Regions from separate parts of the Mus musculus genome. Here regions 1 and 3 are each linked to region 2. Evidence: chromatin contacts called from public HiChIP or PLAC-seq and promoter capture Hi-C data. All regions are on one chromosome and are shown on one strand. Each heading gives the region's core, a stretch centred on a gene start, on an enhancer-like site or on the middle of the called end of the contact. The rest is flanking DNA. Distances are from core to core; before and after follow the strand shown. Region 1 holds the start of Xk (X-linked Kx blood group). Region 2 holds the start of Srpx (sushi-repeat-containing protein). Region 3 holds the start of Lancl3 (LanC lantibiotic synthetase component C-like 3 (bacterial)).

Region 1 (3,943 bases), core at 1,353-3,852, 840 kb before region 2:
AGCACACTATCTGTTGTAACTCGCACACCAGTTGAGAGGCATTGTAAAAATGCCTTTTTTTTTTTTTTGCCAAAATCAAGTTTTTTAACTACTTGCTAATTATTCTGTTTCCTTAGGGCTACTTTGAAGTGTTTGAAAGCTATATCAGTAGCAGTTACTTCTAAACTTAGTGCAGAATATTTTGCTAAGCATTTTACTATATTATACAACATGTCCTACTATGGTACTTTATAATAAAATCAAATTCTCAAGTATTCTGGCATATTACATATGATTATACCCAAACATCACTTCCTATCAGTCTATTACTATATATGCATATTTTTTGAAAAAAATACTGGGTGTTTTGGTCCTAATGAGAAAGTATATTGCAATATATGACTTTTTTAAAAAAATGAAAATCCACTTAAGCGTTGGGCAGGGAAACTAAGCTATGATTGTATATGTTGTTCTCAAGGATAAAACAGCAAGTGACAATTCAGAAAGACACAGTCTTTGTGAGAGGTTAATGTGCAGACCACGACCAGTAACTTAGAAACGCTCATCAGAGTTTTGCTTCTGCTATCTGTTGTTCCAAGGGCTGGAAGGACCACTGTCAGTTGAATCTGCCTCAGCTTCGCAGAGGGGCTTGCTAACAGTCCACTGCTTGGTGTAATGAAATCTCTTCAGAAGCAAAGCAGACTCAGAAACTTAGTGATGCACCTTATTCTTTCTCTCCTGCTTTTACAATATCCCCAAACCCTGTGATTTTCCCAGTGTGTTTTCTGTAGTAGTTTTGTACTGTAGAAAATAATCTGCCATAAACTGGACTTTATTGTGTTGCAAGTGATGTCTCTGGCTTATTGCCCTCCTGCTCCACATGGTCCACTTAATAATGTAAAACCTGTGATAATCCTTTGCCTTAAAGACAGATGCTAAATATTTCTGTGTTCCAATTAATAATTCTTAGCTTCACTGTTAATTTTCCTTTAAAGCTAACTGTGGTGTCAAATAAAATATTACACAAATACTCCACAGAGTGCTGCTGTCTGTTCTGTTTGTGACTGTGTGTGTATCTAGATCCAGGACATGGTGGCCTGCTGAGCTCTATAAATAAGCCTCCATAATCCTTTTGGAGCAAGGGCCTGGTACTTCTCAGGCCTTGGCTGAATTCCCTTCTCAGCCCTTATAAATAGATCTCCCGATGGATGCTACTCCACCAACCAAGTGAAGCAGCCCAACTCGTCCTCTCCACTAGGATTCCTCTTGTCTTGATATCTTAGGACTCTTAACATTAGATTTGTATCTCTTTCCAAAGTACAAAAACGCCCAAGATGCCTGAAAACTAAAATCACCTAATTTCTTCATGGAAAATGACTTTAGAAAGTGTGAGGGGTGTGTGTGTTGGAGGAGGGCTCGGGGTGAGTTCGTCTTGATGTCCAAAGGGTTGTCAAATGTTTAGTGAATATACACAGGACACGCATGGGTTAAAATCACACAAAATCCCAGCAGTGAGATGGGGAAGTGGACACAAAGTCTAACTCCTAATGAAGAAGGCATTTGTGATTGAGGCATGCTCAGAAGGGGGAATTCTGTTTGTTATTATTATTATTATTACAATTGAGTGTCAGTGAGTTTATCAGTCAGGAGTAGTGGGCCAACTCAAAACGGACTCTGTTTTTGTCTGCATTTTTTGTTTCATTTTGTTGGCTTTGACTTTTTTTTTTTTTTGGTCTTAACATTTGCCTTTTTAGGTTTTGTTTGTTTGTTTTTTGAGACAGAGCATGAAGTTCGGTGGGTAGGAAGGTGAGAAGGCTCTGGGAGGAGCAGGATAGGGGAAGAGTATGTTCAGAATTTATTGTATTCATACCTTTTAAGTAAACAGTGAGTGAAAAAAACTGTGCTAGTCGTAGGGTTGGCACACTAAAAGAGGTATGCATTGGGCTAGAAAACTGTTTCCTTATTAGGCTCTGGTCTTTGACCTGTCTGGAGCTAGTCACAATAACACAGCAATACATTCTATAAGCAGTTTTATCTGGGAGAGAAAACTTTGGCTCCCACAACTCCTTTGATGCTCCTTCTCGGTCTGTACTAGAAAGACAAAGGAGGCTTTCAAGAGTTTCAGTGAAAAGTTAACCATAGTTCCCAGTACGGTGAATGCACGACGATACATTTGCTCTTTGAAAAGCATCTCAGTGGCTCTGGCTATTTTGGAATGGCAGGGCAAGCTGAACTTTTCATCAGGCTTTTCTTCCGCCCAGTAAACAGACAGTGGATCCGGAGCTCAGACTCTCCCAGCCCCCAAGTCTGGTCTCTTCTGCTTGTTGTTTATTGAATTGACTGCCACAGGGCTCCCAGCACTGCCCAGAACAAACGGACTCTAGGACCCAGCGGCTGCAGGCGGGCCAGATCGGTTGATGGCTTCCTGGGGGGGGGGGGGGGGGACTTTGCCCCCAGCGCGGGGGCGGGACGGCCGTGGCCCGGGCTGTCAGGGGCTACGGGTTCGCGGCCCGCCCGGAACAGTCTGTGACGAGCGGCCAGCGAGCAGTGTGGCGCGCGCCGGCGGCTGCGCACGGGGCGCGTGGGCGTGTCCCAGCGGGGCCACGCTACCTGCCCCACCCCCGCTGTTTCGGTTGCCCCCAGGCCGGGTGGCAGCGCGCGCCGGGGCCCGCGAGCCCTCAGCGGGCTGAGCTGCGCGCGAGCCGCTCGGGGCTGAGCATGCTGGGAGTCGTTCGGGAAACCGCCACCGTCGCCGCTACCGCCACCGCTACCGCCGTCGCTGCCACCGCCGCCGCCGCCGGCCGCGGTGCGAGTCCCTGAGGCACGGAGATGAAATTCCCGGCCTCGGTGATAGCGTCCGTGTTCCTGTTCGTGGCCGAGACGGCGGCGGCGCTCTACTTGAGCAGCACCTACCGCTCCGCAGGGGACCGCATGTGGCAGGTGCTGACGCTGCTCTTCTCCTTGATGCCCTGCGCCCTGGTGCAGTTCACGCTCCTCTTCGTCCACCGCGACCTCAGCCGCGATCGCCCACTGGCGCTGCTCATGCACCTGCTCCAGCTCGGGCCCCTGTACAGGTACGTGTCGAACCCACAACCGACCGTTAGGCCCCGGTCCCCTGGCTGTCCCCACCACTGCTGCCCCAGCTGAAGGAGGAGGGGACCTTGCCTGAAAAGGGACAGACAGGTGGCTTGAACCAGGGCTGACCCGCCCTGCCTTCCCAAGTCATTCCAATCTTGGGAATGAGACTGGATCCTAGCCAGTCAGTCGCTAAAACCGAGATGGCCCGGATTTCGGGAGCCATCGTAGACAGTTGTCACTCTTCACTTCGGTTTGGCCCAAGAGAGTAGCAGTTTTTGTCTTTATTTGGTCCCCTGAAAATATGTGGCTTTCTCTGTAGGACTGGCTTGGGAGGTCCTGGTACAAACGTTTGGAAGTTACTCTAAGGGCGTGTGCTGTTCAAGTCAGAGCCCTTGTGGGTCATTTAATTTAGTTTATCAAGTGTGTGGCACTTAACTGTTTATCAGGCACTATTCTACGAGCTTTGTGAAAATTGACTTAGTTCATCTACTCAAGGCTACAAGTCCATGTACTCTACTTTTCCCTTGGTGTGATGGGAGTTGTCTAGAGTGCAGACACACATACCAGAGATGTCTTCTGAGTGTGCCCAATTGTAAACATAGTCATGAAATGTGGTACACAAGGTGCCTTGAGGACAGGAACATGCTTTGTGTTAAGAGAAACCGCTAATGCCATTTCTGGAAAAGACATTATTTTTGTGGTTACCGCCGTTTGTGGTGCTGTGGATGGAAACCAGGTCCTGGTACAGAGTAGGTAAATGCTCCACTAGCAAGCTACAACTTAGCCCCAGAAATTAATCTTCATAAACACAAATCAAGAAGAAATGCACACTGATGAAACGGACTTGACCTTAATCTCAGAACGTGAAGGGAATTTAAATGTATTG
Region 2 (3,995 bases), core at 1,340-3,839:
ATTTCTTAAAAGGATCCAAACACAGACATGGGCAACTTTGCCAGGAGCGTTCCATATACTTCCTGCAGGCTTCTGTAGACACACAGTCTTTGATAGGCTGGGAAAAATAAATTAGAAGCCCAGAAAAGCTACATCAAATTCAGGTTTAGAAGAACTCCAGAGAGCTTCTACGGGTGGAAATAGGAAAGATTTGCCATTTCTCTGACAAAGTTGCTCTAAGAGCATAATTAGGATCCTGATGGGGTCCTAAATTCCTAGCTCCCTCTTTGTGAAGTTCCAGATCCAAATCTTCTTAGACAGGCTCTTCCTGGAGATATGATGTTCACATACTATAGGTGCCTCTGAGACAATCTTTAAAACATGTTACTCCACAACTAATAGTGAACCCAGCCGATGCCATATGCCTCCAGATGTACAAGTCTAGAGCATTTTCCCTTCCCAGACTTTTACAATCTCTGGCTCAGACTAAAATTTCCTCTGTTGAATTCAACAGCCCCAGCAGAGCTCAGTTCCCAAGATAATCCATTGATATGTGCCAAGAGAGGACTCCAATTGGAATAGTATTCTGTAGTTTAGAAAGCAAGGGGGTGGGGTATAGGGAAGGACTTGCAGGGCAGAAAACAAAGGGGAAAATGGTATAAATACAATATCAACAAGTAAAATAAATATTTCTTAAAGAAACAGGCTAGAAATAGACTAGAAAAAAATGGGAGTGAGGCCTCCAGGGAAGTGCTCCTGCAAAGCTTCAGGGTACCTGAGTGGAGCCAGAGGGCAGGTGAGGGATCAACAGGAATAGTGGCAAAGAGGAACCTGGTGGCTGCCTGGCTGTCAGGAGGCGGGACCAGCAGGCTAGCCGACTGAGCCAAGAAACTCAAAGGCAAGTCCCAAAACATAAGCTGTAGTAAGTGCCTGAGCTGGCAAATCTAGGATTCTGTGGGTGTCTGAGGCTTGGCAGCTATACTATATAAGGGTAGAGATGGAGAGAAAGGAGCAGGGAGGAGAGAGCAGGAGGGGGGAGGATAGCAAACGAAAAAGGGGAGCCTCCCTAGGACAGGCTCAACCAGAGGTTGAGATTCTTTCATTTAGATCCCCTCTAAGCTCCCTTTAACACAATTATTGCCAAGGGAGTGAGTGGAGACATCAGCCTCATAAAATGACATTTCTCTAGCAACTAAGGTAAAGCCCCCTCTGCACTTTGCCCCTAATTAGTTCCTACGAAACTTCAAACCTGTAAGCATCAGCACAAAACACAAAGAATGCTCCTGTCTTGTAACTCACATGTCATCCATCCATCCATCCATCCATCCATCCATCCACTCATTTGGAACATTCAAAGACCAAAAGCCACCCTACCTACATCTACCCAGCTCCCTTCCTGGGGGTTTCTTCTCAAGCCCCCGATTTAAACTGTTCGTAGTGATGTCTAACACGAAGACCATTATTCACATACTTTACAATGCATGGCCCACCTTTCTAGAAACAGACAACTAAAGGGGCCTGCATAGATTGACTCTTCATTCCAAGGCCACAGGGGTCCATAACAAATAGCCCTGCCCCTCTGACACCTTCTGTAAGCCTGAGATTTCATTGTGAGGATGTTAACTAGATATTTTTAAACAAGCACTTCCAAAGAGAATTTTCCCTGTGCTGTGAAAACCCAGTAAATACCAGGGTCCCCTTAGCTGTTGGAGACCACGCCCTCCAACACAATCCTGTGCCTTTCCTGCTTTCCCTGGTGCTAACCAAGTGCATGCCACATGTCACCACTCTCAGCTGGCACTTCTCCCTTAGAGAAACAAACTTTCTCGGAATCCCAGAGTTTGGCGCAGTTCGGGGGATGGGGTGGGAGCAGGAGGGAGCAGGGAGCAGACTGGACAAGAGGATGCACGAAGGCTCTTCGGCTAGGCTAGTAAAGTCCACAAGAGTTTCGGAGCTCCTCAGCTCCAGAGTGGGGCCAAGATTTGGAGCTTCTACCCAAAATAAACTGTCAGGCCTAGAGCACTGACAGCCATCAAAACCCTGTGAGGGGTTGGGGTGGGGAGCAAAAGAAGCTATGCAGTGTGGTGAGAAAGAAGCAAAAGAGCCCGTGGCCAAACTTTCTCTTCATAGCCTTCTATGCCAAGAGGGTTTGGTTTAAACCTTGGAGCCCTAGGAGCAGAAGGTGCTCAGGCTCCGGCTCCAAGCGCTGCAAGAGAGAACTCAGTTTCTTGTACCTAATCGGGAGCCACACTCCTCTTTCAGACCCGCTTCCTGGGACTGCGAAAGACGAGTTCAGAGTAAACAAAGGGAGACCCCCCCCATCTCCTGCTGTTGCAGGGCAGGGGGTTCGGCAGACACTTCTGAGGTTCCTAGATGACTAACTGGGGAAACACACCCCAATCCCTAGCTCCTACCTGGGAAGCCCTGGCTCGGCAGGACGTGCAGCAGCGCCAGCAACAGCGGCAGTACTTGAGGCAGCAGCAGCTCGGGCCGAAGTCCCGGGCTCCCCATGGTGAGCCGGCGCTTCCCCCGCAGGGCAGGCTGCACAGCTCACTTAAGGGGCTGGAGGAGGCCAAGAGACCGAGGGGCTGTGTAGTGAGACAGAGCCTCTAAAGCCAGGCTGGAAAACTCCTCCTTGGTGGATTCCTTCTTTCCCTCCCTCTAGTCAGGGCCTGCCCTCCTTCCTCCTCCTCCCTGGAACGCAGAGTGGTTCAGGGCTCCCCGCCCCATCATTTGCCCACCCCCTCTTTTTTGTGCCACCCCTTCTTTCTGGAAACCGGGGCCGTTCCCCCTCGGAGGTCTCCAGCTAGAGGCCCTAGAAACCTATTACATCCAAAAGTATCCTTTGCTCCTTTTGCACCCCCTGCCCCCAACACCAAGACACAAACTAGTGACTGCAGAGGTCCTGGGACCTTGGAACGAATCCCTGCGTGCGTGCTGGAGACAGAAGCACTTGTGTGTCACATAGAAAAACAGGCGACCTAGGAGTTGAGATTTCCCACTGAAGCTGGATGCCATGGCCCCATTCACCAGCTTGACACTCAAGACTATGCCCGGAGTTTAAACAGTCAGTCAGGAACTTGATTTGGACAGACCCTGGATTGGAAGCAAGGTACACCAGCGCCAAGGCCCATTCTACAGATTTTGTTGTTGTTGTTTGTTTGTTTGTTTGTTTGTTTGTTTCTCTTTTACCAAAGGCTAGGCCTTATGCATTCCATGCTGTGCTGCAGTGTAGAATGGGATTTAAGGGCCAGGTGATGGGGAACACAAGAGACAGGAAGTTCTCTGCCTACCCACAGCCTCGCAGATTCAGCGGTAGTTCCCAGCAGCCAGATCTATCCATCTCCTGGGTTGTTCTCCACCGTCCTAAGAACAGCAGGACCAGCCCAGAGCCTCCACCCTATGGGTTGGCATGGCTACATTCTGGCATCAGGATAAGGTTTCTAGGCTGCCCCCAGGATGGATCTGGTTTCTTGGAGGTATTTGGGGAAGACAAAATCCAGGCAGTTACCATTGGATTCACAGAGTCCCACGGCTAGACGACTAGACAGGAATCATATCCACTGCAGAGCTAGATCTTTCTCCTTGCCACAGTGGTCCCTTGCGTAGGCCAAGATCATTGAGAGCCAGAAGATTTTTAAGTCATTTATTCAAACAGGCCTTTCCCATTTTTAACTAAACCCCCAAACTTGGGCTACCATATAACCCTTTTCGGCATTTGAGAAAACTTTTTTCTAACTCCTCCAGTTGTGAAATATGGGGAAGGCTGGACCCTTCTGTGGCCTCCCTCAGATTAGACTCTTCAGAGAATAATTGTTGATTTTATCACAGACTGGCCAGGACTCCAAAGGAGCTTCATGAGAAAGGACTAGAAAAGATCACCCTGAGTGAGGTAACCCTGATTCCAAAAGACAAGCACGGTAGGTACTCACTTATAAGTTATATTAACCACAAATAACCATGTTACAATTAGCAGACCCAGAGAAGCTAAGTAACAAGAAGGGCTTAAAGGGGAG
Region 3 (4,090 bases), core at 301-2,800, 920 kb before region 2:
GTATACTACGCGTGTGTCCAGCATTCCCAAAGGCCAGAAGAGGGTGTTGGATCCCCCAGAACTGGAGTAAGACAGTTATGTGTCACTATGTGGGTGCTGGGTACTGAACCCAGAACCTTTGAAGGAGCAGCAAATGCTCTTATCTGCTGACCAAACTCTCCCAGTCCTGATTCCCTCCTTATCTGATATATAGGTGCAGCCATGTAGCAAACTTCCTGTAACTTTTCATCCTTAGGATGAACAGAGAGCATCTAGCACCAGCTGCCAACTAAGATGGACAGGGGCCTAGTTCCTCCTGCTAAATCGTGATTCTCTAATGAGCTCTAAACACACCTCAGATTGAAAATGGATCATTATGATTTATTTCATACATTGCAATCATTGACACTTTCGTGGCAAATATGCTCCCAACAGCAGTGATCTTTAAAACAAGTGAAGTAGTTTTCTGTACAGAGTGCCAAAAACTTTCCTATGAACAACTTACACTTGTGTTTTCAGTTTCTCAAAATACAAATACCTCTTCAGCCTTCAATAGTCAATACTTTTTGGAAGGAAGAATTATTTTAAAAGACCTAAACATAAGAAAGAAAAGTAGCATATGTGTTTTGTTTTCTGTCTTTTCCACTCAGGTGGAACCTTAAGCAGTCTGGGAACTTGTGTAGTTACTGTCTTATTAAGTTTCAAAGCACAAAGGAGAGCAGAATGGGAATAATCTCTGTGAAGGATAAACAGGAGGGACAGCTTTATCCGTGTACTAACTAGCTAATGATCTAAAGATGTCTATTAGTCTCTTTCTAATTCCATGAGGGATCAGTGAAAGAAGAGAGCAGGGGTAGGTGGAGGTAGGGGAGTTGCCACTCTCTTCCAAAATGTAGTGTGGTTCTTTGGGTTTTTAATTCCTGTGTACGCCAAGCAAAATAATAGAGTAGGCGACAAACACCAAGAACTTCTTCTTCCTTTAAAAACATAAAGCATGCTACCCCCCCCCCCCTCCACACACACACAGTGCTGCTGCTCTTGATACTGAGACACTTTGAATGAAAACGCCACTGTGACCGAGCTTGAAAGATGATGCCCAGTTGTCAATTATCTGGGACTTTAGTCTAGTTCAGAGGCGTCACAAACTTAACTGAAGATGCTTATAACCTAGGGCTCTTGGTATATACTCTGACTTTCTATTCAGTTAAGTCTGAGACGAAACACCCGGTGCTGCGTTGGTCTTTTTTCTTTTTCTTTTAATGCCGCTTCCAGGTGCTGCTGGCACCGAACTGAGGCAAAGACTCTGAGGACACAGGGGACTGGAAGTCATCACCTCTGCTGCCAGGTGTGCTAACGGCCAGCCTCAGCATTCCTGATCCGTGCCCTGCACGTCCCAGGCCTTCTGCAGGGAGGGGAGGAGCCGAGGGCGGAGCGGGAGGAGTGGCGCGGCCCCGCGTGGGTCCTGCCTGAGGAGATCACCTCGGCCCCTTGGAGAGCCTCAGAGCTGCGGCAGCGCAAGAGGGGGCGGTTTGGAGAGGGCGCGGCCTCTGGGAGGGGAACGTGTGACACGCATTCCTAGCTCTGCCTCGGGCCACCCCGGAGCCTCGCGGCAGCTCGTTGTCCCACTTGGCCACTGGCTCCGTGATCCCTCCTTGCGCCTGCCTCGTCTTGTCACCTCCCGTCTCACCCTCCTCGCTCCATCCTCCACCACCTCATCCACAGCCATCTGAGCGAGCGCGCCTCTGAGAGCAGGAGGTACTGCTCCGGGCTTCAGGGCGCGCCCTCCAAAGGTGCCCAGCTCGACATTCGGGACCCCGCGGGCGACAGCATGGACACCAAGCGCTGCTTCGCCAACCGCTTCGATGACTACCAGGGCAGCCTGCTGGCGGGCCAGTGCGAGGAGGCAGTGGCGCCCTTGGTCACCTCCACCATCGAACGCATTCTTCAGGAGCTGCCCCCGCTGGGGGGCGGCGCTGAGGCTCGGGGGGCGACAGGCGCGGGCAGCAGCTGCCAGGGGGGTCTGTACAGCGGCGTGGCCGGGGTGGCCTACATGCTCTACCACGTCTCCCAGAGCCCGCTCTTCGCCGCCGCCCGGGAGCGCTACCTGCGCTTCGCCAAGCGCCTCATCGACGCGTGCCTCCGCGCCGAGGAGTGGGGCGAGACGGACGCGGACACCCGTGCTGCCTTTCTGCTCGGGGGCGCGGGCGTGTATGCGGTGGCCACGCTGGTCTACCACGCCCTGGGCCGCCCCGACTACGTGCAGCCCCTCGGCAAGTTCCGGGCTCTGTGCGCCGTCTGCGCGCCGGTCTCCTTCCTGGACTGTGGCTCCGACGAGCTGTTCGTGGGTCGCGCCGGCTACCTGTGCGCCGCGCTCGTGCTCAAGCAGAAGCTCGCCCAGGAGGTAAGACGCAATCCCGGCCGCCGGAGGGCGCTCGCCCGCTGCCCGCGCCCGCGCCCGCGGGGTCCTGCTTGCCTGGACTCCTCGACGCCTGCAGCACCGCCCTGCACTCTTTGTTACTTCTTTGTTACTTCTTTGTGCGCTGTGCTTGTCCCCCCCCCCCCCAGCCCGTGTTTTCTCTCTCTCTCTCTCTCTCTCTCTCTCTCTCTCTCTCTCTCTCTCTCTCTCTCTCCCTCTCCCTTCCTTCCTCCCTCCCTCCCTCCCTCCTTCTCTCCTTCTCTCCCTCCCCCCTCTCCCTTTCTTTTTCTCTCTTCCCCCCCCCCCTTTTGTTGGATTACCTGGCATTGCCTTACTCCTGTTTTGTGTTGTTTTGTTTTGTTTTTTGCAGTGAAGTTTGTGGCATCACTCCAGATCCCTCTTCGCCCCATAGCTTTTTAGGGGTTGACCTTGTGGCCCTTAAAAGTGAGTGTTTAAAAACAAGGGGGGAGGGTAGTTATTTTCTTTCTGTTGAACAGTGCTAGCAAGAATGCCCTTGAACATTAGAGTCTTTAAAAAGTAATGAAACTTGTAGGGAGTGATGTGCAGGAAAGTTGCTTTTGGACTCCTGGGCCTGTAACCAATAGTAAGCTGGCTGTGTATAGGTCTGATGTGTATACTGTATTATTTACTATTACATTCACCCTGTGACTCATAATACATGTGTATCTGATGCGAGTGTGGTCTTTTAAAATAACTAAGTGTAGACAAAAATATACTCAGTTTGATCAAATGCGTTTTTTAAACCCATCTTAATATCAGTACTTAGCTTGACCCTTTGGTCACAGCCCTTGTGACAGGCAGCTTTAGATGAATAGCTTTTTCAGGGGCTCCTTCAAGACAGTTTAATCTCTCTCTCTCTCTCCACACACACACACACACACAATGTTTTTTTTTTTTTCAGAATTGCCTTTGGATATAGGATGCCAATATTAGGAAAATCCGTGGCGTTGAGGGAATTAAAATATAAATAAATAAAGCTATGAAGCATCATAGTAACTAGAACTGAAAGAGAAGCACTTTCATTCATAATCTACTGGAACAAATGCAGTGTTCTAGGGAGGAAGTGACACATTTAACTTGGCTTGATATAGTGAAAAAGACATTTGAAGAAAAAAAGAAAAAGGCATATGAAGCGCCTTAAATGTATAATTAGCTGAGATAAACAGTGCACGAACAGACTTGATTTTTTTTTTTAATTTACAGCAGGTGAAGTTGATTCAAGTGAAGAAAAATTGCTAAAGGATGCATTAAGCTGGCAGAGCAGCAAAGGGCCATGTGACAAAGTTGTCTTGAAATAGTTGGCTCTGCTTCTGAGTCATTGTTATCTGCTAGCTGTTTCCCAAGGGCCCTTCCTGCTGTATACAACCATTTAGAAGGCCACTAAGAGATTTACATATCATTTGCATTACATTTGCATCTGCTGCCCAAACCTTGCAGTCCTATGGTAGGCAATTAAAAACAAAACAAAACAAAAAACAACAAAAAAACCCACATTTTCCCTCAGTTGCTTTCCTTAAGCCTGTTTCTTCTTTTACCCATGCCTTTGAGTCTTTTCTCCATAATGGAATGGCAGAATGAAAAGTCAACCAAAAGACCAGGAGGACTCTAACAGAATCTGGTGGTCCAAAACCAGTCTAGATGTAGCCCGGCACCACAAAAACATTTAAGATCGTT

What was found. Promoter capture Hi-C pulls out the DNA fragments that hold promoters and counts their contacts. HiChIP or PLAC-seq counts read pairs in DNA pulled down with a chosen protein or histone mark.
Region 1: a promoter capture Hi-C map of hippocampal neurons shows a contact between it and region 2, with 6 times the contacts expected there. The contact joins the promoter of Xk here to the promoter of Srpx in region 2. A contact is called at or near these places in 3 of 39 promoter capture datasets (cranial neural crest, embryonic stem cells and hippocampal neurons).
Region 3: a contact with region 2 is called in an H3K27ac HiChIP or PLAC-seq map of VIP interneurons, with 9 times the contacts expected there. The contact joins the promoter of Lancl3 here to the promoter of Srpx in region 2. A contact is called at or near these places in 6 of 39 promoter capture datasets (the 3T3-L1 cell line, embryonic stem cells, frontonasal cranial neural crest and 3 more) and 5 of 115 datasets of contacts at active chromatin or transcription factors (the NIH/3T3 cell line, VIP interneurons, astrocytes and 2 more).

The regions. Positions count from the first base shown.
Region 1 is chrX:9,270,182-9,274,124 of GRCm38.p6, forward strand. Xk (X-linked Kx blood group) reads left to right here and starts at 2,603. Exons shown (of 3, transcript NM_023500.2): 1 at 2,603-3,053. The coding sequence starts at 2,809.
Region 2 is chrX:10,115,051-10,119,045 of GRCm38.p6, forward strand. It overlaps Srpx (sushi-repeat-containing protein), which reads right to left and starts at 2,590. Exons shown (of 10, transcript NM_016911.5): 1 at 2,394-2,590. The coding sequence starts at 2,490. Gm33844 (a long non-coding RNA gene) reads left to right here and starts at 2,647. Exons shown (of 3, transcript XR_386890.4): 1 at 2,647-3,091; 2 at 3,811-3,899.
Region 3 is chrX:9,198,423-9,202,512 of GRCm38.p6, forward strand. It overlaps Lancl3 (LanC lantibiotic synthetase component C-like 3 (bacterial)), which reads left to right and starts at 1,551. Exons shown (of 5, transcript NM_173414.3): 1 at 1,551-2,380. The coding sequence starts at 1,808.